Regions from separate parts of the Sus scrofa genome. Here region 1 is linked to region 2. Evidence: chromatin contacts called from public HiChIP or PLAC-seq data. All regions are on one chromosome and are shown on one strand. Each heading gives the region's core, a stretch centred on a gene start, on an enhancer-like site or on the middle of the called end of the contact. The rest is flanking DNA. Distances are from core to core; before and after follow the strand shown. Region 1 holds the start of SFXN5 (sideroflexin-5). Region 2 holds the start of RAB11FIP5 (rab11 family-interacting protein 5).

Evidence for each region. HiChIP or PLAC-seq counts read pairs in DNA pulled down with a chosen protein or histone mark.
Region 1: a contact with region 2 is called in an H3K27ac HiChIP or PLAC-seq map of skeletal muscle. The contact joins the promoter of SFXN5 here to the promoter of RAB11FIP5 in region 2. A contact is called at or near these places in 1 of 47 Hi-C or Micro-C datasets (heart right ventricle) and 2 of 2 datasets of contacts at active chromatin or transcription factors (alveolar macrophages and skeletal muscle).

Annotation. Positions count from the first base shown.
Region 1 is chr3:69,699,608-69,705,587 of Sscrofa11.1, reverse strand. SFXN5 (sideroflexin-5) reads right to left here and starts at 4,567. Exons shown (of 14, transcript XM_003354772.5): 1 at 4,301-4,567. The coding sequence starts at 4,402. It overlaps LOC106509786 (a long non-coding RNA gene), which reads left to right and starts at 805. Exons shown (of 3, transcript XR_002342573.1): 1 at 805-2,814; 2 at 3,285-3,510; 3 at 4,605-5,980.
Region 2 is chr3:69,653,775-69,659,281 of Sscrofa11.1, reverse strand. RAB11FIP5 (rab11 family-interacting protein 5) reads right to left here and starts at 2,622. Exons shown (of 6, transcript XM_021087380.1): 1 at 2,154-2,622. The coding sequence starts at 2,296.

The sequences.
Region 1 (5,980 bases), core at 3,318-5,817, 44 kb before region 2:
CCACTTCACCTCGTGATGAAAATTACCCTAAAATCCAAAACTGTCCAACCATGAGAAAGACACTAGGCAAACCCAAATTAAGGGACATTCTACAAAATACCAGACCACTATGTCTCAAAACGGTCAAGATCATCAAAAACAAGGTCAGTCTGAGAAACTACCTTAGCCTGGAGGAAAGTCTAAGAAGACATGATATTTAAATGTAATGTGGGATCCTGGGAATAGAAAAAATAACATTAGTCTGGAGTTTAGTTAATGGTAGAGTTCCAAAGTTTCCACTGTGGCAAAGTAGGTTAAGGATCAGCTATGGCTCGGATTCGCGCCCTGGAATTTCATAAGCTAAGGGGGCATTTGAAAAGAAAAAAAAAATGTAATGTTTCAATGGGGTTTCCTTTCTTTTTGGCTATGACCACAGCATGCAGACCTGAGTGACTGCAGTGATAATGCTGATCCTTAACCTGCTGAGCCACACAGGAACTCTCCAATGTTGGTTTCTTAGTTCTAACAAACGTAATGTGGTAATCTGAGATGAGAAAATTAGGGAAAACTGGATAGGGTTATACAGGAATTCTGTTATTTGACTCTATACATACAAAATTATTTCAAAATTAATCTGACTAGCATCCATGAGGACGCAGGTTTGATCCCTGGCCTTGCTCAGTGGGTTAAAGATCCAGCATTGCCGTGAGCTGTGGTGTAGGTCACAGACACAGCTCAGATCTGGCATTGCTGTGGCTGTGGTGTAAGGCTGGCGGCTACAGCTCTGATTCAACCCCTAGCCTGGGAAACTCCATATGCCTCGGGTGTAGCCCTAAAACGTCCAAAAAAAAAAAATTATTTCAAAATTTAAAGAGTTTATTTAGAAAAACTAACCAAAAAAGTCTATTTTTCACACACGTCTACTAGCAGGTACTATGAAATAATGGATTTTGCTTTAAAATAATTCATTGATCAGGGATGGAAGGCATACAGATGAAATCAGGCTGGCCTTACACTGGTAGTTGTTGAAGCTTTTGAAGATGGATGCATAGGAGTTCATTGACGATTGCCTCCACTTTTGTATGTTTGAAAACCTCCATAATAAAAAAAAGTTGACCATAAACAAACAAACATGAAAGTTGGAGCCCGACTGCCTAGGAAGTTACTGAATCCATTTGTGTGCCAGTTCTCTCACCTATAAGGGATAACTGTATCTGTCCTACATGGTTGTCATGAAAATTAAATTAGGTCAATTCCCCAAAAGGTTAAAACAATGCTTGGCTAGCATCATCAACTTATGGGGAGAAAGATGGTCACGGACCAAAGCCCATCAAGGAAAGCTGTCTTTCTCCATTCTCTGGCACTGCTCTGCACCCCTCCACCCCTCTCCCCTGCACAGAGAGATCCTTGAGGAATAAAAGGAAGAAGGGTTCTGGGGGGATTCCAGGAAATAAGGAAAGACCATGGCGCCAGTCTTGGAGAAAGCAGGGATGCTGGTTGGGGGTTGAGTGTGGTGTTCTTGGAGTGGGCTCTGGGACTGAATCCTAGATTATGAACCACTCAGGGTTCAAGGGACTGAAAGTAGCCATTGTGGTGGGAAGCATGGTTTGAGAGGATGGGTGGAGGTTCTCCTGGAGGAAGAAGATGTCAGCAGGAGTGGGACATGCAGCCCTTCAAAACAGGTCTTTTGGAGTTCCCTGGTAGCCTGGTGGTTAAGAATCTGGCATTGTCACTGCTGTGGGCTCAAGTTACTGCTGTGGCTCGGGATCACTCCCTGGCCTGGGAACTTATATGTGCTGTGAAGGTGCCTATATATATATATATATATATATATATATATATATATATATGAAGGGGGGGAAGCCACTGGAAAGTGTGTATGTTGACAGAGAGGGTGGGGAGTCACCAGATCAGAATTGCATTGCTGGAACTCTGCCATGAGGAAGAGGAAGAGATTGGAAGGGGGCCAGAGTGGAGAAAGGGAGACCAGTTAGGAGGCTTCTGCAGTGGCTCAGGAGCTAGGTGATGGGGGCGTGGTCTAGGATTCTAGCAGTAGAGACAGTAGATTTGAGAGCTGTCTGAGATAAAACTTTGGGCCTCTGGTTGTATTTAGAGGGTGAAGGAGAGGAAAGCAAGCATACTGGTGACTCCCAGGTTTTTGGGAGTCAACTGGCTGGCGGGTTGGGCTGCCACACAGGCAGGGAGTGGCGTGGGAGGACAGATTCGGAGGAAAGAGAAGTTCCTTAACATGAATGAATATCACATGCACTGTGCTTTATGCAGGGCACTATGCGGGAGGAGCGGTGCTTCAAAAGCAAATATACCACTTACTGCCCTCAAGAGTGGTGCAAAAACGTACCAGTAATGACTGCCTGAACAGAGTAGCCTCAGATGTGCATTTATGATACATATGTTTGACTGGGTTACTTTGCTGTACAGCAGAAATTGACACAACACTGATATCAAATATGCTTTAATTTTTTTTTTTAATGTGCATTTATGGCTTCAGTGGTGATCACAGCAAAGGCCTCAGTCATTAAGGCCACTAGAAGGTTCTCAAGTGTCTGTCATGTGACTGAATGTCCCAGAACAGGTACAGGGAGAAAAACAACCCACAAATCTTTATTCAGTACATTACTAGCCCATCTCAGGGTAGGATGGAGACAAGGAAAAGGCAAGATCACCCTTCCCCTCCCAAAAGGTGTGCACAGGGGTTGACGAGACCAAGAAATCAGACACAAAAGTACTAGAGGACCACAGGGCTGGCTGACCTTTGAGGATCCTATTTGGGGTGCCAAAGAGGCAGGCAGGAGGGAGACCTGGCCCCACCAGGGGGTAAGTCACAGAGGTAGAAGGGAGGAAGTATTTAGGAGGAGGCGGGCTTAACTCAGTCTTGAAGGAGGAGTAGGATGTGTGTGGAGGGCGTGGAAGGCGGTTAGTCCCCCAGCCCCCAAAGGCCATACTAGGTGGCACCCTGCCCTGGGAGGATGACAAGAGTCTTGCCTCAGATACCTACATGCTGAGATCTTTTTTTAAGGATTAAAGTCCTGCTTTAGAACAACGGGACATTTTCTCAGAAGGCGCAAAGGCACAACTCCTTAATTATCAGCAAAGCTCAGTGCGCCACTCTGCTGGAAGCCGTCCCTCTCCCACCACCATCAAAACCACCAACCAACCACGCACCGACCTTTGTGCAATTTCCTTTTCTTCCTGCAAACTTCTATCTGTCCACCTCCACGAGGCAAGCCTGGTTCACTATAATCGAGTCTCTTTGCCCCTTTTCCTAACAATCTTCATTTCCTTAGCGCTGGAGGCAGCAGGTCACCGGGGTCTGCAGCGTGAGAACGGCCCCTCCCAGCCTCCAGCCCGGGCTGTATATCTGATCTGCGGGCTCGACCCCAGTCTTCTGGGCCGAGGGCGAGTTAGCGACGCCGTGTCGGGGATCCCGAAGGAAAGAGACCACTGTCACCGTGCCCCCAAGAATCATATCCAGTCGGACAGAGCCAAGCGCTCGACGGCGACAGGGCCCAGGTGAGAGAGACCCTCCGTAGAGGTCGCAGAGGGGAAGGGGGCTGGGACGGGCTCCCGGGGACACGGACCCTCCCACCTGCCTTCCCCCGGGATGACACAGCGTTTCCTCGGTACCCAGGCTCTTCCCCCACGTCCTCGCTCCATCTCCGGCAGGGCACCAGCCGGCCGACTATCTGCGTCAGCGTGTCCCCCGCCAGAAGGGACAGGGGTCACTGAGGGGCGGGCACCCTAGGCTCGAGGCCCTAACCCATCGCGCACCGCGAAACCAGCTTGGGGTGGAGGGCTGGGAGCGGGGCCGCGGGGCCCCGATGCAGCCCAGAGGCTCCGTGAGCGCTCAGAAAGAATGTCAGTCACCACCCGGGGAAAAAGTTAGAAGGCATCTAGGCCATGCCAACTTCTCATCCAGGGCCAGACTCAACTTTCCACCTGAAGTGCACGGCAGCACTGCCCAAGCGACCCTGCATTAGAAGCTCGCACCCTGGAGCTCTGATCCCGGGCCGCGGCGGGCAGTGGCCAATCACAGAGCGCCTCGGGAGGCAAAGGCTGGAGGGTGCGGGCCGCTGGGGAGTGACGGCGCGGATGGCCAATAGAGAGCTAAGGTGGGAGCCCTCGCCCACCCCGTTGACCAATGAGAAAGAGGCAGCTCTGGCCAAGGTCCCCTGAAGCAGTAGCTGCAAGCTCCCGGGTGGCCGCGGGTTGGAGACCCTGGGGCCAAAGAGGATTTTGGAGAAGAGTTTGCTCGCCCTCCCTATGCCACCCACCGGCCCGCAAACCACAATCCGGTCCTCACCTGCTGGAAGCGGGGCTTGCCCAGCTGGAAAGGAGGTGCATCGGTCGAGGCGTTAGCGGCACTAGCCGCCGCTGCCGATGCTGTAGTCGCTGTATCCGCCATGGCCACTGACGCCCGCAATCTCCGGCCCTTTTAAAATGTCCCTCCTCGGCCCCCGCCACAGCTGCCTCTCCCGATTGGCCATAAGCAACCGCAGCGAGCCGGAGGCGCAAGGGGTTGTGGGGAGTGTAGTTTTTCTCGTCATGGAACTTGACACCCCCAGACAGCGGAGAGTTGCAAGGACTTAGACCAGGTCTCGGTTCAGGCAGCTGATTTTCCGGGCTTCGGCAGTCCGGCAAGAGTGTGCGTACCCGACTCTAAGGTCTCGATAGGGGACCACCGGGAGACCCCTCGCTGCTTCCACGCGACCAGAAGTTTGAGTTGCTGCAGTGGGTGTCGCTCCTGGAGCTGCAGCCCAGAAGAGTCCTAGTGAAGTGGAGCTGACCCTTGGACCAGATGGGCAAAGACTCCAGACGGAGTAGGATTATCTTGGGAGGATTTCTACAAAGAATTGCACTGCGGAATCTTCATGCGGATTCTACCGTCGCTACCCTGCCCCTCGATGCTCTCCAGCCACCGTGATACTCAGTTCCTGGAGCAAGCTGGGTGCTTGCCGCCACTTCCCCTTGAACATTCCCTGCCCAGAGGAACTTAACTTTTTATCTTCGCCTGACTTCAGCCTAAACATTGCATTTTCCGATCCTCACCCTGCTTCCGCAAAATCCACTATGTGCTCCTAGAGTAGCCAGCACTTTCCTTTTACAGCCCTTGCATTTATATTTATGGTTTTGAGTATCTGCCTTTCCTACTGTGAGAGCCACAGGGCAGAAGTTGTGACTTTTTGATTAAGTCCTTAGTGCTGGCAGGAGTGGGCTCACAGAAGGGGCTCAAATATTTGCTGCTTTATGAGTTAAACAGCAGGGGCTTAGCCCTGGCAACCTCTACTTTCCTCTGGCCAACCACATATCTCTCCTGGGCCTAATTCCTGGGCAGCAAGAGAACTGGGAGTGGGCGGTGAGGTTCAGAAGTGCTTAACAAGCACCAGTACCAAGGACTTTAGGTAAGGGGAGCAGGCAGACAGTAGAGCAAGGCACCAGTGTGGATAGTGCACACACTCATGCAGAATAGAGTAGCAGATTCCCAGCTGAATTATCTGGTCAGTGAGCCAGACTCAGGGAGGATAGAGGGCGAGCTGCCTGTTTTGCCCCAAAGGGCAGCAGGAACGTCTGGTTTTGACCTCAGGGAACCTCTCCCCACCCTCCACCCCCAGGCTCCTTAGGCTTATGGTGAAGTGCAAGTTTGGCTCGTGCCTTCTGGACACTGCATGATTTGTAGCAGTGAATTCTTCATCCAGGTTAAATCACAAGGAATGGAACTTACTAGCTGAGAGAGATTCTAGCTGGGCGAGGAAGAACCATTTGTATCTTGGATTTGTATCGCATCTTTCCCTACTAGACTAAGAAGCTTGAGAGTAGGAATCAAGCCTTTTATAAACCCTCTGCATTCCCCACATTACTCAATATGTGTGGGTATCCTGGAAATGAGAAAGACTGCGTCCAGCCCACTGGCCAACACTGTGCTGCTGCCTCTGAGGTTAGGACAGGGGCGATGTCATCTAAGAACCCCATCATCTGGATTTAA
Region 2 (5,507 bases), core at 1,373-3,872:
CAACCCCTTACCCTCCCTATCGAGGGCCCCACAGGGTCTAGGGGTGGCGTCACCTCAGTTAACCACTTGAGTGATCCACAGCAGGTTGTCAGCCCTGGGGACTGGCTTCCAGAACCTGCCCAAGCCCAAAACAGGAAATGAGGCTCCAAGTCTGAAGCCTTGATCTTAACACAGGGAAAGTTAAACGCTGCCAAAATAAATGATTTTTTTAAAAACCTACTGGTAAACCCACTGGCCCTTCTAGGTAAACGTGACTGGGCGATGACCTCCTGCTGTGCATGAACCACAGGCTGCTCCACCTCCAACAGGAGGCTTGAAACCGACTAAAGGGTTTCCTCCCTTTCCTTAGAGGTTCTCCTGCTCTCAGACGGGGACACAGAGGGCCAGACAAGAGGGCGTCTCTAAGCAGCAGAGGGCATCCAAGTACCAGGCAAGATGCAGATGCCCTCTGCAGTTCTAGATCTGGTGGGGCGCTTCCGTTCAATCTCGCCCTCCAGGACAACACAGCACCTTCCTTCCCCCACAGGGCGAGGCAGTGCCTCTCCGCTCCCCTGCGGGCCTGGCTTGGAACAGGCAATTCGCCTCCCCTTCCAGGAAAGTGAGACAAGCCCATAGGCCCTAGGAATGGCCCCAAGATCCTCCTTGAGGTTCCCGCAGTCCACGCATCTCTGGATTCCACTCCTAACTTTACTTGGCAATCTACCCCTAACAGTAGACCACCATTCTCACCTACCCCAGGCCTCTCAAGGACCCACCAGGGGCCAAGCACTGACCAGCGCAAATTTGGCGATCTCATGGGGACCCGGATATGCGAAGAATCAACTTGTCCGTTCACGCCCTTGAGCGCGAGGCAGAAGGGCGCACCGCCCGGGCAGAGATTCGGGGTCCTGCGTCCTCCAGCCCCGCCCGGCGAGGCCTTTAACCGTTTCCGCGTCCCCGCGCCCCTCACTCACTGAGTGTGCTGGGCGCGGCCTGCGCCGAAGACCTCGTCCAGCGCCACCGTGGCCTGGCCTAGGAACTTGTCGACGCCGATGAGCGAGCGGTGCATGGTGGTGAGTACCAGCTGGCAGGCGGCTGCAGAGCCCGTGGCCCAGGGCGCTGGGCCCGCGTCCGCCTCCTGCGCCCGCAGAAGGCCGTCCAGGGCGCCGGGCGGCAGCTCGAAGGAGCATTCCTCGCGCCACTCGGGGCAGCCCGGCGTCTTCTCCACCACCGACGTACTGTACTTCTCGCGGCCCACCTGGATCACCGTGTACGCGTCGCTGGTGCTGCCCGCGCCCGAGCTCTTGCCCCGCAGCCCGCGGGCCCGCAGCACCGTCACCTGGACGTGCGTGGGTAGCCAGCGGGAGGGCCCCGCCGCCGGCTCGGCGCCCCGCACCAGGGCCATGGCGGGGGAAGCGGCGGCGAGCGAGGACTGACCGAACCCGGCGTAGACACCCGGACAAAATGAGAAACTGGGCAGCGGCAGAGGGCAGTGAGGAGCCGGCTCCAAGCGCCGCTGCCGCCCTCACACCCGGCCGCCGCTGCAGCTGCGGGCTAGGCTGGGCCGAGCCGGCCGCCGCCTCCCCGCCTCCCTGGCAGCCGGCCGCGCCGCGACGTCAGCGCCCCGCCTCCCGCCCCGCCCAGCGGCCGGTGACCCGCGACTCGCGACTCGGACCAGGACCCGCGCGGCGGTGCGGCAGAGCTGGGGGACACGGACCACCACGCCCTCGCCCCGCAGCCGCAGACCCTCCAGGAGCTGGAGGGCCGCGGGGCGCTTTGCGAACCGGGGGCGGGGCGCGCGGCCTCCGCAGAGAGCGGGGCGGAGCTCCGGCGTTGGTCCCGCCCCTACTGGGGGCGCCAGGGAAACCCTGCCTCGCCTGGGGGCTCCGCTGCACCCTCAGCGGGGTATGAAATGCCCGCTCCGCGTCTCCTGGCCAATCCCCACTCTTCCTTCAAGACGTCCAAGCTCCGGAAAGCCCTCGCCCTCAAACTGCCCCGCCCCTCCCGGGATAGTCATCCCCTTGACGCTGGCTAGTGGGCGTGTTGCGGACCCGGGCTGCCCCTCTCAACTCGAGTGGCTCTCTCCCTCTTCCAGCCTGCCCTTTCGGGGAAAGATGCCCGATGGAACCAGAAGCGGTTCCCGCTACGCCACATGATGGCCCCGCGTCAGAAACCTGAAAGCGGATGAGCTGCCGCTGTCTCCCACCTCCCCGCGCCAAAGGCGGCCAGAACCCGGCGCGGGAGTCCACGAAGCTGGGCTCGCCCTCGGCGGACACTGCGGCGCAGAGCAGAGTGATGAATAAATGACTAACCACATCAATATTTAAGCTTTCACCCGGAGCGCTGGGGCTCGTGCGTCACGAGTTGGCAGAAATTCTAGGCTCTGGTGGGGGTGTAAGTAGGCACTTATTAAGCGCCTACTATGTGCAGAGCCGCGGGTGTTGCTTGCGCTTGGTTTATTGGTAAGAATGATAACGATGGTTAATAATCACAGATCCTGAATTTCAGCCAGTACTGGCTGGTTCGTGTGCTTTATATACTGTACCTCATTTTACACCCAAAGCAACTCTGGGGGTGAGTATGGATTTTATCCATATTTTCCAGAAGATAAAGTTGCAGCTTAGAGAAAGTAACCTGCTCAAGATCCGTAGCTGCCAGAGGTGGGAAAATTTGTGCTTTTTTTTTTTTTTTTTTTTTTAACTTTCAGAGCCTATATTAAAAGTAATGTTTTTAAAATAACATATAACATACAGATTTTTTTAAAAAATCAGGACAGAAAGGCTTATGATGAAAAGCAAAAAACTCCCTCTCTACCCCTCACTCCAGGGATAACCACTTACAGTCATTTGTATTTCAGGCCTGGTGGTTGCCTCCATATGTCTACACAAAATGCTTACACAGCTATGTCTTGCTTTATCGGGACTTTATCTATTGTCTTCCTGCTATGATGGATAATGATTTAGCTCACACACCCACTTCCCTCCCTCAATCTTGTGTAGTTATACTTTTTTTTTTTTTTAAGTTCTTCTCTTGGATATATTGATAGCGGAAACCTTTATTTTTTCCTGGGGAGAAAACCTCTTGAGTTTTTATGCTGTGGGAGGAGGATGCCAAAATCCCCACTTTCCAGGCCATGTCCTCTACCAGGAATATGGTCGTAGGTGAGACCCACAGGTTCATATGTACTACAGGCTTCTTGACAGTCTTCCACCTTAATTGTGATCAGAATAGGGTGGTGAGTCCTTGGCACTGCGCCCTGTAGCCCAACATCCCTGTGGACAGCACCTAACTTTGGAGACAGCTAGATCTGCCTTTGGATCTTGGCTCTCTGCCCCTTAGCAACAGTGAGATTTGAAGATTAAGGCAGCTCTCCTAACCTCCTTAGCCCTTATTTCCTCATCTAGAAAATGGGGATAAGATTCCTACTTCAAACAATTGCAGAGAAGATTACATGAAAAAAATAGTTGTCAAAGATGGTAATGCAGTGGAGACCATCACAAATGATCTCAAGGCATCTGAACATCATATGCATTTTTTCCTGATTATAAAAGTAATTTGGAAAATACAGAAATATAAAGAAGGAAATAAAAATGGGTTAGATCTCACCATTCAGAAAGACACTGTTAACAATACGTTGTATTTCTTTCCAGTCTTTTCTCTATGCTATATGTTGTTGTTTTGTATGCATCATGGTTGAGACAACTGTAGTGCAGTGGTTAAGCCTGTGGACTGTGGAGTCCTGGTTCTATCATTTACTTTATGTATGTTATCTCATTTACCCCTGAAGACAACCATTTAAGGCAGCTGCTATTACTATTCTCAGTTTCACTGATGAGGAAACTAAAGCAGAGAGAGCTTGGATAATTTTTCCCAAGTTTCTATCTGGAAAATTGCAGAGACTGGACTTGAACTTCAGGTACTCCGGCCTATGGTACTCCGCCGTCACACTTGCTTGTTGGTCATCTAAGCCCTACATCATTTGAAATCAGGAAAGCAGGAAGTGTTGTCATATCTATTTTACAGATGAAGAAATTGAGGTCTAAAAGAGGTTAACAGACTTACCCAAGGTTACAGAGTCAGGATGAAACCCCTACTCTAAGAATGGATTCCCCAAAGTCTTTGCAAATGATGATATGGTTACCAGACCACAGCTAACATATATTTGTCACTGTCCTTTAATGGTTGTTTCCTCTGTTTCTTAGCACTCCAACAGGACCAACTCCCTCCTCCCACCCAACTCCCTCCCCCTCCCCTTTCCCTGTAGGGCAGCAAGACTCCCCGAAAGGGCAAGAGAGAACTCCTGCCCTCCTTCCCCCTGCCCTGGCGGGCACAGTTTGGCAAGCTCAGGCTTCCTGCTGGCCCACGATTGCAGCTGCAAGAGGACAGTAAAGCCAGGCAGGGTTCCCTGCAGGTCAGTTGGCCCTAGGAGAAAGTGCGGGCTGTGCTAGCTGTCTGTGGTTGAGAAAACAGCAGAAACGCTGAAGACATGAGATCTTGGGGTGTTTCCACCCCTCAAAGATGAGACCACCCAGTGCCACCCACCGCCGTCTGATGTGGGGGGTTACAGAGAGGACCCTCCTTGCTTCCTCTTCCTCCCCAGGGCTGGATGTGCTCACTGCCTCCCTGGGCCTCTCTGGTCCGTTAGGAACAGTTCTTGCTTTGAGAGAGTGGGCCTTTGTGTAATTGCCACTCATTGCTTCTCTCCGCAGTCTCATAACCCTTCCATGCAGGGACTTCACCTATTTTGCCTGGCTCTTCAAACTACCCCCACCCCCACCCCAACAGCTGCCTCTCCCTCTCACAGCTGGTTTCTAGACCTCTCATCATAAGAAAGTCACACGGGAGTTCCCATCGTGGCGCAGTGGTTAACGAATCCAACTAGGAACCATGAGGTTGCGCGGGTTTGATCCCTGCCCTTGCTCAATGGGTTAACGGGTTTGATCCCTGCCCTTGCTCAGTGGGTTAACGATCTGGCGTTGACATGAGCTGTGGTGTAGGTCGCAGACATGGCTCGGATCCAGCTTTTCTGTGGCTCTGGCGTAGGCTGGTGGCTACAGCTCTGATTGGACCCCTAGCCTGGGAACCTCCATATGCCATGGGAGCCGCCCAAGAAAAGGCAAAAAGACAAAAAAAAAAAAAAAAAAAAAAGAAAGAAAGTCACACAGCCCACAGTCAAATCCTGGTCCTACCACTTACTAGCACTGTAAGCTTGGGCAAATTAGTGAACCCCAGGGTCTCAGTTTCCATAAAATGGGCCTAATAATGGGAAATCACTTCATATGGTTAGTAGGAGAGCTAGCAACATACTCTAAGCAGTGATGAGTAATATCATCTTAAAAATCTTTGCTGAAAGCAAAACCTGTACCTCCTTGTTTCATTTGCATTTCTTTGATTGCCAGTGAGATTGAACATTTTTTTAAGTGAATAGTCTTTTGTATTTCCTCTTTTAATGGGCTATTTTCTGAATTCTCTTTTCTATAACCATTTTTCTTTGAGGCCTTATTAATTTATAGAACCCTTTCTGTGTT